Linked DNA regions of Canis lupus: region 1 is linked to region 2. Evidence: chromatin contacts called from public Hi-C data. All regions are on one chromosome and are shown on one strand. The core of a region is the stretch at or near the end of the contact, and the rest is flanking DNA. Distances in the headings are between cores, read along the strand shown.

Evidence for each region. A called contact is a pair of places that touch in the nucleus more often than the background predicts.
Region 1: a Hi-C map of amygdala shows a contact between it and region 2, with 5 times the contacts expected there. The contact joins two enhancer-like sites. A contact is called at or near these places in 2 of 9 Hi-C or Micro-C datasets (amygdala and liver).

What each region holds. Positions count from the first base shown.
Region 1 is chr4:5,516,223-5,522,031 of UU_Cfam_GSD_1.0, reverse strand. It overlaps LOC119871435 (a long non-coding RNA gene), which reads left to right. Exons shown (of 3, transcript XR_005357765.1): 2 at 3,422-3,584. Among named protein-coding and RNA genes, the nearest start is that of IRF2BP2, 98 kb to the left of the region's middle. Within about 2 kb of position 2,646, at least 7 of the 20 cell types and tissues checked have an H3K27ac peak or open chromatin away from gene starts, as enhancers often do.
Region 2 is chr4:5,204,700-5,210,635 of UU_Cfam_GSD_1.0, reverse strand. It overlaps LOC106558654 (a long non-coding RNA gene), which reads left to right. Exons shown (of 3, transcript XR_005357524.1): 3 at 271-721. Among named protein-coding and RNA genes, the nearest start is that of TOMM20, 50 kb to the right of the region's middle. Within about 2 kb of position 4,090, at least 12 of the 20 cell types and tissues checked have an H3K27ac peak or open chromatin away from gene starts, as enhancers often do.

The sequences.
Region 1 (5,809 bases), core at 1,397-3,896, 310 kb before region 2:
GGACTGGTTTGGGTTTTTTTGTTTTTAAAGATAATTAGAAAAGTCTCTAATGTTCAGCCAGAATGTATCCTAGTGGTCCGTGTAGGTTTTTAGCCAAGTGATACTGTATGTAATCAGGAAAAGGTAGACGTGTATATCACCTACATCTCCCCGCAACTGCGTGAGATAACATAAAACTGCAGGAAGTACCGAGCAAAATGAATAAAAGCAGTCTATTCAACCCTGAGCATGCCCTCTCTCCCCTGCCTGCTCTAAAAACACCATTCCGAAGATTAGGATGGGTGACGCTGGGCCAGGCTCCTATTTCCCCAAGTCACAAATCACCTTAACTTCTATGTTGTAGCTGTTGGAGTTTAGGTGAGGTCCACGAAATGCTTCCAGCAGAAGTCATAGGCTGGCTTTGGCTGCAGGGATTTTGAACCTTATGCACATTTATTGAACATTGCCTATGTGCAAAGTCACCTGGAGGGAAATGTGACCTTAGGGACAGTACAATCGAGTAGGGGTCAGGAAAAGTGATGGAGACAGCATCTTTGATTCTCTGGGAAAATTCTGATCTGTGAGTATGACCTGTGATTAGGATGGTGCCTTGCCTCCCGGTGAGGAGTTCTGCCCGGACTCACCAGGTGCAGTTGAGCAGGAACGTGGTCCTTGCCAAGGGCCCCCAGAGACATTTACTGCATGCTCCCCTGCACAACAGTCCATGGCAACCCTGCTCTGCTTGACAGCAAGGACAGACTCTGCCGTCCTGAGGCTCAGCTTCTCCAAGGCTGTAGAGGGGGTGAGGAAAGAATCTCCATGGCACATCCAAACCCAGAGATACTGGGCCCGACTCCCAGGGAAGAAGCTATAGATATATTTTAGGCTATACTAGGGGCTACTGATGGAAATCAGTGGGTTGGCTAAGTGAACTCTGGGAACCGGATCCAACCTAAAGGTAGGGAAGTCCATCCTGCATTGTGGCCACCTGTGCACCAGACAGTGTGGGCTTTCGAGCCAAGGACTCACTGATCAGAGAGACACTTAGGGGTATGTGTTCCCTCCAGGGCAGCCTTCTTTGCTGTGCCTTGCAGAGAACAGCAAGGGCAGGGGAAGCCCCAGGCTGGCCTCTCCTGGACATACGCAGTCCCTGGAGTAGATGGTCAGGAAAGCCCAGCATCTTTATCACGAGAGAGGCAATGGACTAGCACGGGATCCGTCAGCCTCTGGGAGGAAGGATCCACCAGCAGCAGCATTCCTTACCACGTGTGCACTTTACAATTTCCAAAACGCTGTCAGAGCTAGGAGCTCAGTGGAAGGCAGGGCACATTCTCCATGCACACTGCCCCTGGTTTCAAAACCAAGCCACCAGAAACCCAAAGAGAAAACAAAAGGAGCCACCAGGAAAAATCAAGGTATCCAGCGGTTTCACGAGACCCAGCTCTACTGATCAAGCTGAAGACAAAAAGACCCTGCCAGGCAAATCCTCTGATGCCCTCACTGATCTGTCTTTCACTATCAGAAAGGAATGCAGTGAGGCCAGCAGGGGCAGGGAAAAAAGGAAAGGAACAAGAGTGACTCGGGAAAAACTAGTACCGTGTTTCCAGCGCTGAGTCATGTTTTACAGTGACCCAGGCCTGCGGCCTTAACTTGTGACAAATAATGAAAATCCACACACAGTTCTTTCTGGCATCATCACTTGTGAGTAAATGCAAGAACAGGCCTGTTTGTATATAGTCACATCGTCATGATTCATTAGAACTCCCCAAAAATATTTAGTTACCCAGCTGGTCCCTAGAGGCAACAATCACAAAGTTTGAAGAATAGTATTGTCAACGGTAATTTCAAATTTTATCTTATTTTATTTATTTATTTTTTAAGGATTTTATTTATTTATTTGTGAGAGACACACAGAGAGAGACAGAGACACAGGCAGAGGGAGAAGCAGGCTCTCCACGCGGAGCCTAACAATGGACTGTATCCAGGACCCTGGGATCATGACCTGAGCCAAAGGCAGCCGCTGGAATACCGAGCCACCCAGGTGCCCCTAATTTCAAATTTTAAATAGAAAAACATTCTTGACATGACTCTTAAGATGGCAGTGGGTATTGGGACAGGGGAGACTCTGAGCCACCAGCCCTCCAGCCCTGTGCTGCTGGTGAGCAGGGAAGACAGGGGCCTTGTTGGGAGCAGTTCTGTCACAGTGCTGTCCTCTCCACCCTGGCTCGTCCCTACCTGCTGGGTTCCTGCATCTTTCTGGAAGTTCCTAATCTTCTAGGCAGCTTCTTCCATCTCCAGGTCCCCTTGTGGAAATCTGATATTTTCAAATGTGCCCTCAGGTATTTCATTGGATATGGAGGATGCAATCCTATCCCTATCCCACCTCCAAGCCACCAAGGATAACCTCCCTGGGAACCCAACCCACAGTTCTCAAATGGGGAGGCATCCTCCACTTGACAGGCCTCCACCTGGCCCTTCTCTTGACTTGGAGAGAGAGAGCAGAGATCACAAAGTGCCCACTCCCAGGGAGTTCCCAGACTAGCGGGTGGAGACCAGGAATAGATAAACAGCCACACATAAACTGAGAAATAGCACACAGTGATAACCACTCTTCAGAGGACTAAAGCAGGATGAAAAAACACCTGGGCAGGCAGCAAAGGCCTCTGGAGAGATGACCTTTAGTTCTGGATGGAGGAGGGAGCCAGCTCTGCAAGATCTGGGGAGCAGCATTCCTAGAGAAGGGAGCTGTTGGGTCAAGGCCTCAGGGCAGGAATGAGTCTACTGTCTGTAAAACAGAGCAAAGGTGACTTGGGAGGAAGGTAGGGAGCCTGCAGGACTTCCAATATACATTCTGGAGAGGATTAAAACCAATCGTTGGATTAGAGGGCCTCAAGGGCTGTAATGGGTTTGGTCTATAAGGTTTTGCCATCACTTTGGTGGTTGTGTGAAGAAGATGTGGGGGTGGGGGAGGCCAAGAGGAGGCAGAAGCCTGGTTCAGAGGTATGTTCTAGGTCCCAGCAAGAGAGAGAGCTCTGACAGTGGCCTCTACTGGGCTGTTACTGCCACAGGGGCTCTAGCACAACCCGTGGCAATGTTCCAATCTGTTCTGGGTATGGCATGCTGGGATTCTGGTCAACTGATCCAGGTGGTGCCCTCCCCCATGTGCCATCCTCCCGAGCTCTCCCACCGCAGAGCTTGATTAAATCCAACTAAAGAAGACCCCTATGTCATTTCTGGCTTTAAATGGCCTCACAGAAAAGATACACCTTGCCAGAAGCTTCTCTCGCTTGACCCAGCATAGCATGCACCACATGGTTATTTCTTGGCTTCCCAATCCTACCTGCCATTGGCCTGTCCAGCTCCCCATACAGAGCCTGGCTGCGTTCTGGCATCTAACCTTTGGCTCCATCTTCTGGCTTCTCATCCTGGCTTTCTCCCTCAGCCCAGTAGCTCCAGGGACAGAACATGCAGCAAGGATCCTCTTGTTTGACTTGGCCCAGCAGCGCCAACACGGGTCACCGTCCCTGAGGATGGATCTCACCCAGTCCTGGCCTCACTGCTGGGCAGCCCTGAAGGGGCTGAGGGCCAGTGGACTAGGCTCAGAGGTAAGACAGGAAAAAGGGAAAAGATTCGCCAGCCAGAGAGGGGGCAATAGAAGCATGAAACCCTTTCATACAGATTTCCAGAGGGGGAGATTCTAGAATGATTGTAAGAATAGTAATAAATATTGCCAATCACTGAGTGCCCACCCTGTGCTTGCTCCCAGAAGACATTTTGGATCCAATTTCTTATTTCACCTCAATTGTAAGGCATGGGGGTAGTCACAAATAAGGAAACAGGTTTGGACTGCCTTAGAAGCACACCAAGGCAGCACATCCAGCAGTGCGGAGGGACATCCCAACCCAGGTCCCTGTCTGCAAAGCCTGGGTCCTGGAGCACTGCTCCAGCGGATGGTGACCCCTGTGGCCTGGACACGTGGGTGGGCAACTGAGGGTCTTTGCTCCCTTCTCAGAAATTGAGCCAAGAGAAGGGTCCTGCGTGTTCATCTGTCCCGGTTTCTGTGTGCATGCTAATGGGCCCCCGAGTCCTTCTCGGGCGCATCTGTCCTCTCTCTGTTTTCCTCTGATTCTCAATAACTCAGACAAGACCTGAACTGCACACCTCTGGTTTCCCGTTCCACAGCACTGGGCTCTGGGCTCTGGGCTCTGTACCGAGGGAACACTCGATGAGTGTTATTGACTGGCTGACTCAGGCCCTGTCTGCCCACAAGAGCCATTTTGAGCAGCTTTGACTGAAATACGGATGGAGTCGGTTAAAGTCAAATAAGCAGTCTGGTCGATTCTCTCCTTCCTTCCCACCCCCATCCCCAACGCTGCCTGGAGACGGTAGGTTTTCTCCTTCTTGAAGGAGGACAAGAGGCAGCAGAGCACCCCCGCTCCCCTGAGAAAGGCAGCCAGCACTCTCTCCACCACTGGAGCTTGTCAGGCAGATCCCAATTCTCCAAAGGAGTGGGCTCTAGGCCTGTGATGGCCTTCTTCCCCTCTCCTGCCATCTTCACCTGGCAAACACTATGAGCACCTGCTCCTTGCCAGGCAGCAAGGAACAAACACAACCTGGCTCTCTGTGTCCCTTCTCTGTCATTCTGGGAATAGACAGGGAAGGAAGGTGATTCTTAAAATCAAAAGAAGAAGAAGAAGAAGAAGCCTGTGATCACCCAAGAACTTACTTATTTGATCCCTACACAGATACTTGAATAAAGCATAGACTTCATTAATAAAATAAGCTGGATACAAAACAAGTCAGGGGATATTCATTGGGTGGGATCTTCTAAACCCTGAAACCCTGATTTTTAGGACTTAATATTAAAAGGAAAAAGAAAAGAAAAAACACACATGTGTTTTGCTTGTGCACACTTGAAATGTCCCCGATGGGAACTAATGATATTGGTTGGCTCTCAGAAGGGGAATGGCTGTGTGGGGCAGAGGAGTGGGAGGGAGACTGTTCATAATAAATTCTTTGAAATATTTTAAATCGTGATCATATGAATAGACAGCTTATTTAAGAAATAAAGAGAGACACTATTTTAGAAAGCAAGAGCAGGCAAAGCAAAGCGACACAGAGATGAAATCATCCAAGCCCTAGGCTACCCCAGCAAATGAGTCTCCTAAAAAACATGCCATCACAATAATAACCTCGTCATATTCAGATTTTGGTGGCATTTACGCATAACTTTTTCTGTAGGGACCAACTCTTTCAGAGCTGCTGAATGCCTTTCTCATGCTCTGTAAGGCACAGACCAGAGGCATGGGTAGTTAATCTTAGGGGAAGGAAAATGGTAGAAAGGAGGTGAGTTGGATTGACCCCAAACCATTGTTTGTAACTTCACAGAACTCAGCAAAAACAGAGCAGGAGGTGGGAGCGAAGGGATAGAAACATTGCTTCTCCACTGGGCCCTCCCTGAGTCAACCTTGAATGAGCCCCATCCTTGACCCAGCCTATTTCATCACCCATTGCTTTGGGCCTGGGTTGGGAAGGGAGGAAGAGCATTTAGAAACAAGGAAGGAAAGAAAGAGAACCAGACTAGAGAGAAGACAAGGAAGCAGCGGGGTAAAGGGAAGGCTGTGGGCACTCAGACTCAGCGGTTGGGGCTGGAAGTGTTACATCTCACCTCACCTGTCCCCCTTCTGCCTGCCTGACCCCAAAGGAAGTCAAGGGAGCTTGTAAAATCCCGCAGGCAAATTCCCTAGTTCCTAGTTCCATAGCCTTTAAAGAAGAGCTTTTCTTGCAGCAAAGGTCAGATGCTGTGGTGGGTTCCCAGCCTTCCCCAGAG
Region 2 (5,936 bases), core at 2,841-5,340:
CCTAGCTGCAATGAGGTGGCCTTTGTCTTTCCTGCCCAGGTTACTGTGTGCAGCTTACAGGGAGTGTGTCCCCCACCATGCAGATGGGGTCCGTGCACCCTTTTGACAGATGGACCACTCAGGGACTGAGTAGTGCCTGCCTTTGCCCTGGAAGTTATATGGCAAGTCAGGGACAGAGTTTGCAATCAGACATGTCAGTCAATTCCCATAGATTCCCTGATCAGCTCATGGATTAAAGCAATGATCTGTTTTTTGTTTTGTTTTTTTCAGAACAACAGTCCCAGTTCTGGTTCTGCCTCATGAAGATGGCACCTGGCCTCCCAGCTTAGAAGACTGGCCACTGACAAAAGTCTCTGTGACCCCCGCTGTGGCTTCCTCTGCTCTCCTCTGAGACCCAAGGCGGCTTCCATGGACAGTCGGAACGAGGAAAGTAAAGCAGACAGAAGCACACAGGGGAGATGGGACTGGAAAGAGGACCCCCTCTACCCCCGCCACGAGCCCCCCACTCCCACCTGCCTTGCCACACTGCAGGCTGATTCTGCTCTGATGGGCTTGCTGGTGTCTGCCTTTGAACTTGGTTTTAAACACAAGCATGTGAGGGCACCTGGGTGGCTTGGTGGTTGAGCATCTGCCTTTGGCTCAGGTCGTGATCCCTGAGTATTGGGATCGAGTCCCACATCAGGCTCCCTGCGGGGAGCCTGCTTCTCCATCTGCCTATGTCTCTGCCTCTGTGTGTGTGTGTGTGTCTCTCATGAATAAATAAATAAAATCTTAAAAAAAAAAAAAGGAAAGAAAGAAAAAATCTTAAACACAAGCATGTGTAAATGCTCACTGTGTTCCTGGCCTTGCCTTCAACACCAGGACTGCTGCAGAAACCCAGGGCCCTGCCCTCAGAAGGCTGCCAGTCCAGCGTGATGCCGGGCAGTGAACCAAACAGCACAGCCCCCTTCCACCCCACTCCACCCCAGAATCTCCAAAGCCCAGAGGCACAGGCCAGGCCTGACACCCCTGGTCTGCTGCTCCTCTGGGTAGATGTAAAGAGGCCGAGTGCTCCAAGACTCAAAGGGCCAATTCCTCCCTTTCAGCTTCTTCCTTTCTGATTCCGCCAGGTCAAGGTTTATGAGAAAGTGGATCTCACCATTTCTAGGACAGCAAAGTGAGGGACTTGTCACCAATCACCCTTAATGAGACCACATTCTGTTCCCGGGTCACACAGAGTAAATGCTGGAAATTGGACTCGTCACGTCTACTGCCTTCTGATAGATGGCCCTTTGGAGCTGTGGCATACATGACAGCTCTGGGTCGAGGGGGACCAGGATTGCCTGTGGCACCATGAGTGTAACACAAACCAGAGAAGACCTGGGGACACCGGGACTCACTGGGGAACTGTGCCTCCCACGACAACTTCCCTCCAAAAGGCCATTTGGCTACAACATATCATATGACTTGTTCTTAGAGTTACATTTTAACTGACAAAGTTTAACAACTATGACTTATGGCCTTCTAAAATTGGCAGCAGAAAAATGAACTGAGGAAGTAATGGAAAAAAACCACAAGTGAAGCCACTCTATATTATGCACAATTTCTGTTATGCTTTTTTTTTCCTTTCCAAGTGTGTGTGTGTGTGTGTGTGTGTGTTTTCGAAGGGTAGCAAATATTTTCCAGATACACTGTCCTGGCGTTCCCAAGCACATATTTATGCCAAGTTTATAAAAAGCAGCTGCAGACAGGGTTGACTGGAAGGATTGCTCTGCTGTCTGGCTTCCAGAAGGTGCCTCAGTTCTCCCTCTGCCACCAGGACACAGTCTTACCTCCTCAAACTCTCAAATCTGCATCATGTGTCCGAAACAGGACAAGCCCGCGGCTCCAAGTGATCTGGACAAATGCTCACCTCCAGCCCTTCTGAGCTTTCACACACTTCTGATCTGCAAGGTGCTTTAGTGACACATGCTTGATCATTTTTAGTCATTTCAAAATCCTCATACAGATACAAAAAGGAAAGTGTTCCAAAACTCATTTCACAAATATCTGGATGGCTCAGAGGGGCCTCATCAGCACCAGTTTCTGAAAGTTTAGAACATATGGTGAAGCCCTCCCTGGGTAGGCTTGTGTCAACCTGCCTTTGCATCTACTTACCCTGGGTTCAGCAAAATACCCTTCCCCTGTCCCCAGAGCATCCGATCCTGGGGCACCTGGGTGGCTCAGTGGTTGAGGATCTGCCTTTGGCTCAGGGCATGACCCCGGGGTCCTGGGATCAAGTCCCACATCAGGCTCCTCACAGGGAGCCTGCTTCTCCCTCTGCCAGTGTCTCTCATGAATAAATAAATAAAATCTTAAAAAAAGAAAAAGAAGGGGATCGATCCCTGAGTGGCTCATCGGTTTAACACCTGCCTTCAGCCCAGGGCGTGATCCTGGAGACCCGGGATCAAATCCCACGTCAGGCTCCCTGCATGGAGCCTGCTCCTCCCTCTGCCTGTGTCTCTGCCTCTCTCTCTCTGCCTCTGGGTCTCTCATGAATAAATAAATAACATCTTTAAAAAAAAGAAAAAGAAAAAGAAAAAAAGATCCTCCAATCCTTCCCTTCACCCCTCCGTGGCCTCCCCCCAGCTTCTGCCCATTGAGAAGCTCCAACCTCTGCTCTAGCACATTCTTGATTCAGCACTGCACACCCTCGGACACCCTGGGACATTCCGAGTGACTGCTCACCTGCACCCAAACCCAGACTCTCACTGGCCTGGGGTGGGGACTCCACTCACCTCCCTCCCCCACCTCAGGCTTAATGAAGACAGTAACAGCCTGCTTTGTAGCTTTCCTAAGGGTGACTAATTGGTTAATCTTGGGAAGGCCCTTTGAAGATGAAAAGGCGAGTATTACTCATGGGGTTGAAGGCACGCACCTGCCCTCCCGTGGCCTGGGTCCCCGCTCAGAGCGGGCGCTGGCTGGCTGGGGGGCAGGAGCCACATGGGGGGCACTCCCAGCACCCACCAAGGGGGAACCGGGAGGCTTCTGCGGCCTGCGCTGTGTGGGCCACTCTGAGTTTGGGGACTGTCTCATCAGCTTTTACGTGGTTTAACAAGCCTCCAGATAACTCTGCCAAGAGGGCAGCGCATGTCCGAGAATCAGTCAAGACAGTATTTCCTGGTAATTGTTTAGGGGAAGATGCTTTCCTTACAATGAATTCCTCCCTGGCCATATGGCGCTTTCTCCTTCCTGTCCTTGGGGATAGGAGCCTGGGGCGGGTTGGGCAGTGGTGGGTGCTCTGTGGTGGGGAGACCTGAGGTCTGGGGTGCCAGAGTGGGGCAGTGGTGCTGTCGCGCCTTCCCCAGCTCGTGGTCCCTCCCCCCAACAGCTCGGAGAAAGAGGAAGTGGCAGCAAGAACAGGGAACCAGAGGCCAAGACAAGGGATGAAGTCAAGGGTCGCCCAGCACCATGCCCCCGCCTACCCTTGACCCCGAGGGTCAGTGGGTCCAGGGGGACTTTGACACAGTGGCAGCTGGGAAGCCAAGAACAGAAAGCCTTTAATCCGTGCAACCTAATGCCAAGATTCCGGCTGAGAGAGCCCATTTCCTGCCCCCCACTGTCTGCACATTCCTCCCATTCCTCCCAGCACCTTCTCCCAGTGACCCCTCACCACGCAGCCTGTGCTCTCCCCCCACGGCCAACTGCTTCTTCCTTCTAGAAAACAAGTCCCGTGGCCAGCAGGATTCCACACACTTCTGCTTTCTCTCTCTTAGATCCCCAGGTTCTTAGAAGTTTTCATGGCCCTTTCTCCTCCGGCAGATGGCCTGGAACCCCGGAGGTCCCCCTGGGACATGCAGAATGGTAAAGATTTAGAGAGCAGGATGGAAAGATGGGAGCGCAGCAGTGAGAGAGAGGCCAGAGGGGCCACTACATCTTCACATCCAGCCAGGAATGGGTTGCAGAGGGTGGGGGACACGCCAGGAGGAACAGGCTAGGAAATTTTTCTGCCTCTGTTTGGGAGAAGGTGGGTGGAAATGAGTTTGGAGAGGATTAGAATGGGGTGGGGGGGTACTGTTTTGAGGCAGGCAGCCTCCGTTCCACAATTCTAACAGTGCCATCAAGTGGCCCTGCATGTAGACGCAGGCCGGAGCCTCCAGACAGCCCTTGTGACCCGGTGCACGGAGGAGCCGCGGGCCTTTGCTCCCTGCCAGCAGCCAGCCAAGCGCCCTTCCCTGGAATGGCCGGCCAGGAGATGTGGAGGGTATCCCCCCAAGGCTACATGTAACAACCCCAGTGGAAATGGGTCATCCAGTTTAGCACGTTCCTGAAAAGTGCTTCATCAAGACTCATGCCCACACGTGGAGGCATCACTGGGAGGCGTTGAAACCAAAGTCACTATCCTATGGGAGCCACCAAAGCACATTTTCAACCTAAGACATGGTCAGGGACCAGAGCAAGCCTGTCTGTGCCAGCAGACCCTTGTGTGTGTCCAAAGGAGAGATGAGGACTGAATCGAGGTGCTGGGCAAGGCTTGGTCCAGTGAGCGCACAAGAGGAGGCCCTGCCAGCACCCCTCAAGTCACCCTTCCAGCGGGGACACAAGTCTTCTTCTGGCGTTCCATTCTCTTACTTGTATTTATTTATTTTTTTAACTCTGCAAGTTAAAATCAACTCACCGTAGAAATACAAAAGTGGTTTTCTTTCTAAAAAGAGGATTTTTCTTTTAAATATTTTATTTATTTATTCATAGAGACACAGAGAGAGGCAGAGACAGGCAGAGGGAGAAGCAGGCTCCCTGTGGGGACCCCATGCAGAACTCAATTACGACCTGAGGCAAAGGTAGATGCTCAACCACTGAGCCACCCAGGCGTTCCCCCAGGCACCCCTAAAAAGAGGAATTTAAAAAGAAACAAAAGGCTTTTCCTGGCAGTGGTGTGTTTGTGTAGCTGGGCATGAGGAGACAGAGCGAGGAGATGAGCAGACATTCCAGTAGGAGCCAAGGCCCTGGGGCCAGTCCCAGCCTTGACACTCAGTTGCTGTGTACCTCTGGGAGGTGACCCCACTCCCTAGCCTCATTTTTCTATAAAAATGAGGGGGGAGAAATAGATCCATGGTTTTCAAAACTACACTCCCATGTCCCAGGGAAGGGGTGCCAGTTTGGGAGGACTTTGGTCCCCATACCCTTTACAAGAACAACCCTGTCTTTATCCATCCTATGTGTTTGGCTCTTAGGTAAGATCTTATTTTAACAAAGGGTCCCGCAGTATGGTAACCACTTTTGAGTTATCCACCCAGACCATGACGCTCAGAACTATCCGTCGTGCCAGCAGAGTTGAGGCCTTAATACCGTGTTTATACTTCATGACCCCAGACCCAGACTACAGGTGACTACATGAACAGGAACAGCTACCCCAGGTGAGCCAATCTGACTCCTCCTCCCCAGAATTGGAAACTGGATCAGATTGGGTCAAGATCGGTCTTTGTTATAGCTGAGGCAGCCACCTTGGATCAGAGGACTGAAGGGCTCAGGGCGCCAGCCCCTCTTTCTGCTCCCCACTACACCCTCACTGTGTTTCCCTACAATATATTGCCCCTGTGAAACTTCTAAAGCTCTGGACAAGACCATCTAAAAACTTCTTCCCAGGGGCACCAGTGGCTCAGTCTGTTGACTGTCCAATTCTTGGTTTCATCTCGGGGCGTGATCTCAGGGGTCATCGGATGGAGGCCCACAACTAGCTCTGCCCTCAGCAGAGAGTCTGCTTGAGATTCTCTCCCCCTCTCCCTCAGCCCCTCCCCCTGCTCACTTGCACACGCGCGCTTTCTCTGTCTCAACAAAATAAATCTTTAAAAACAAAAACAAAAAAAGCTGCTTCTCAGCTCTAAGAAACAAGGTCACCAACCCAGGGCAATACACCTCATCCCCCCAGAGCCACACTCTGTTTTTGAAAATAAAGGGAAGTTTCTAAAGAGACCAAG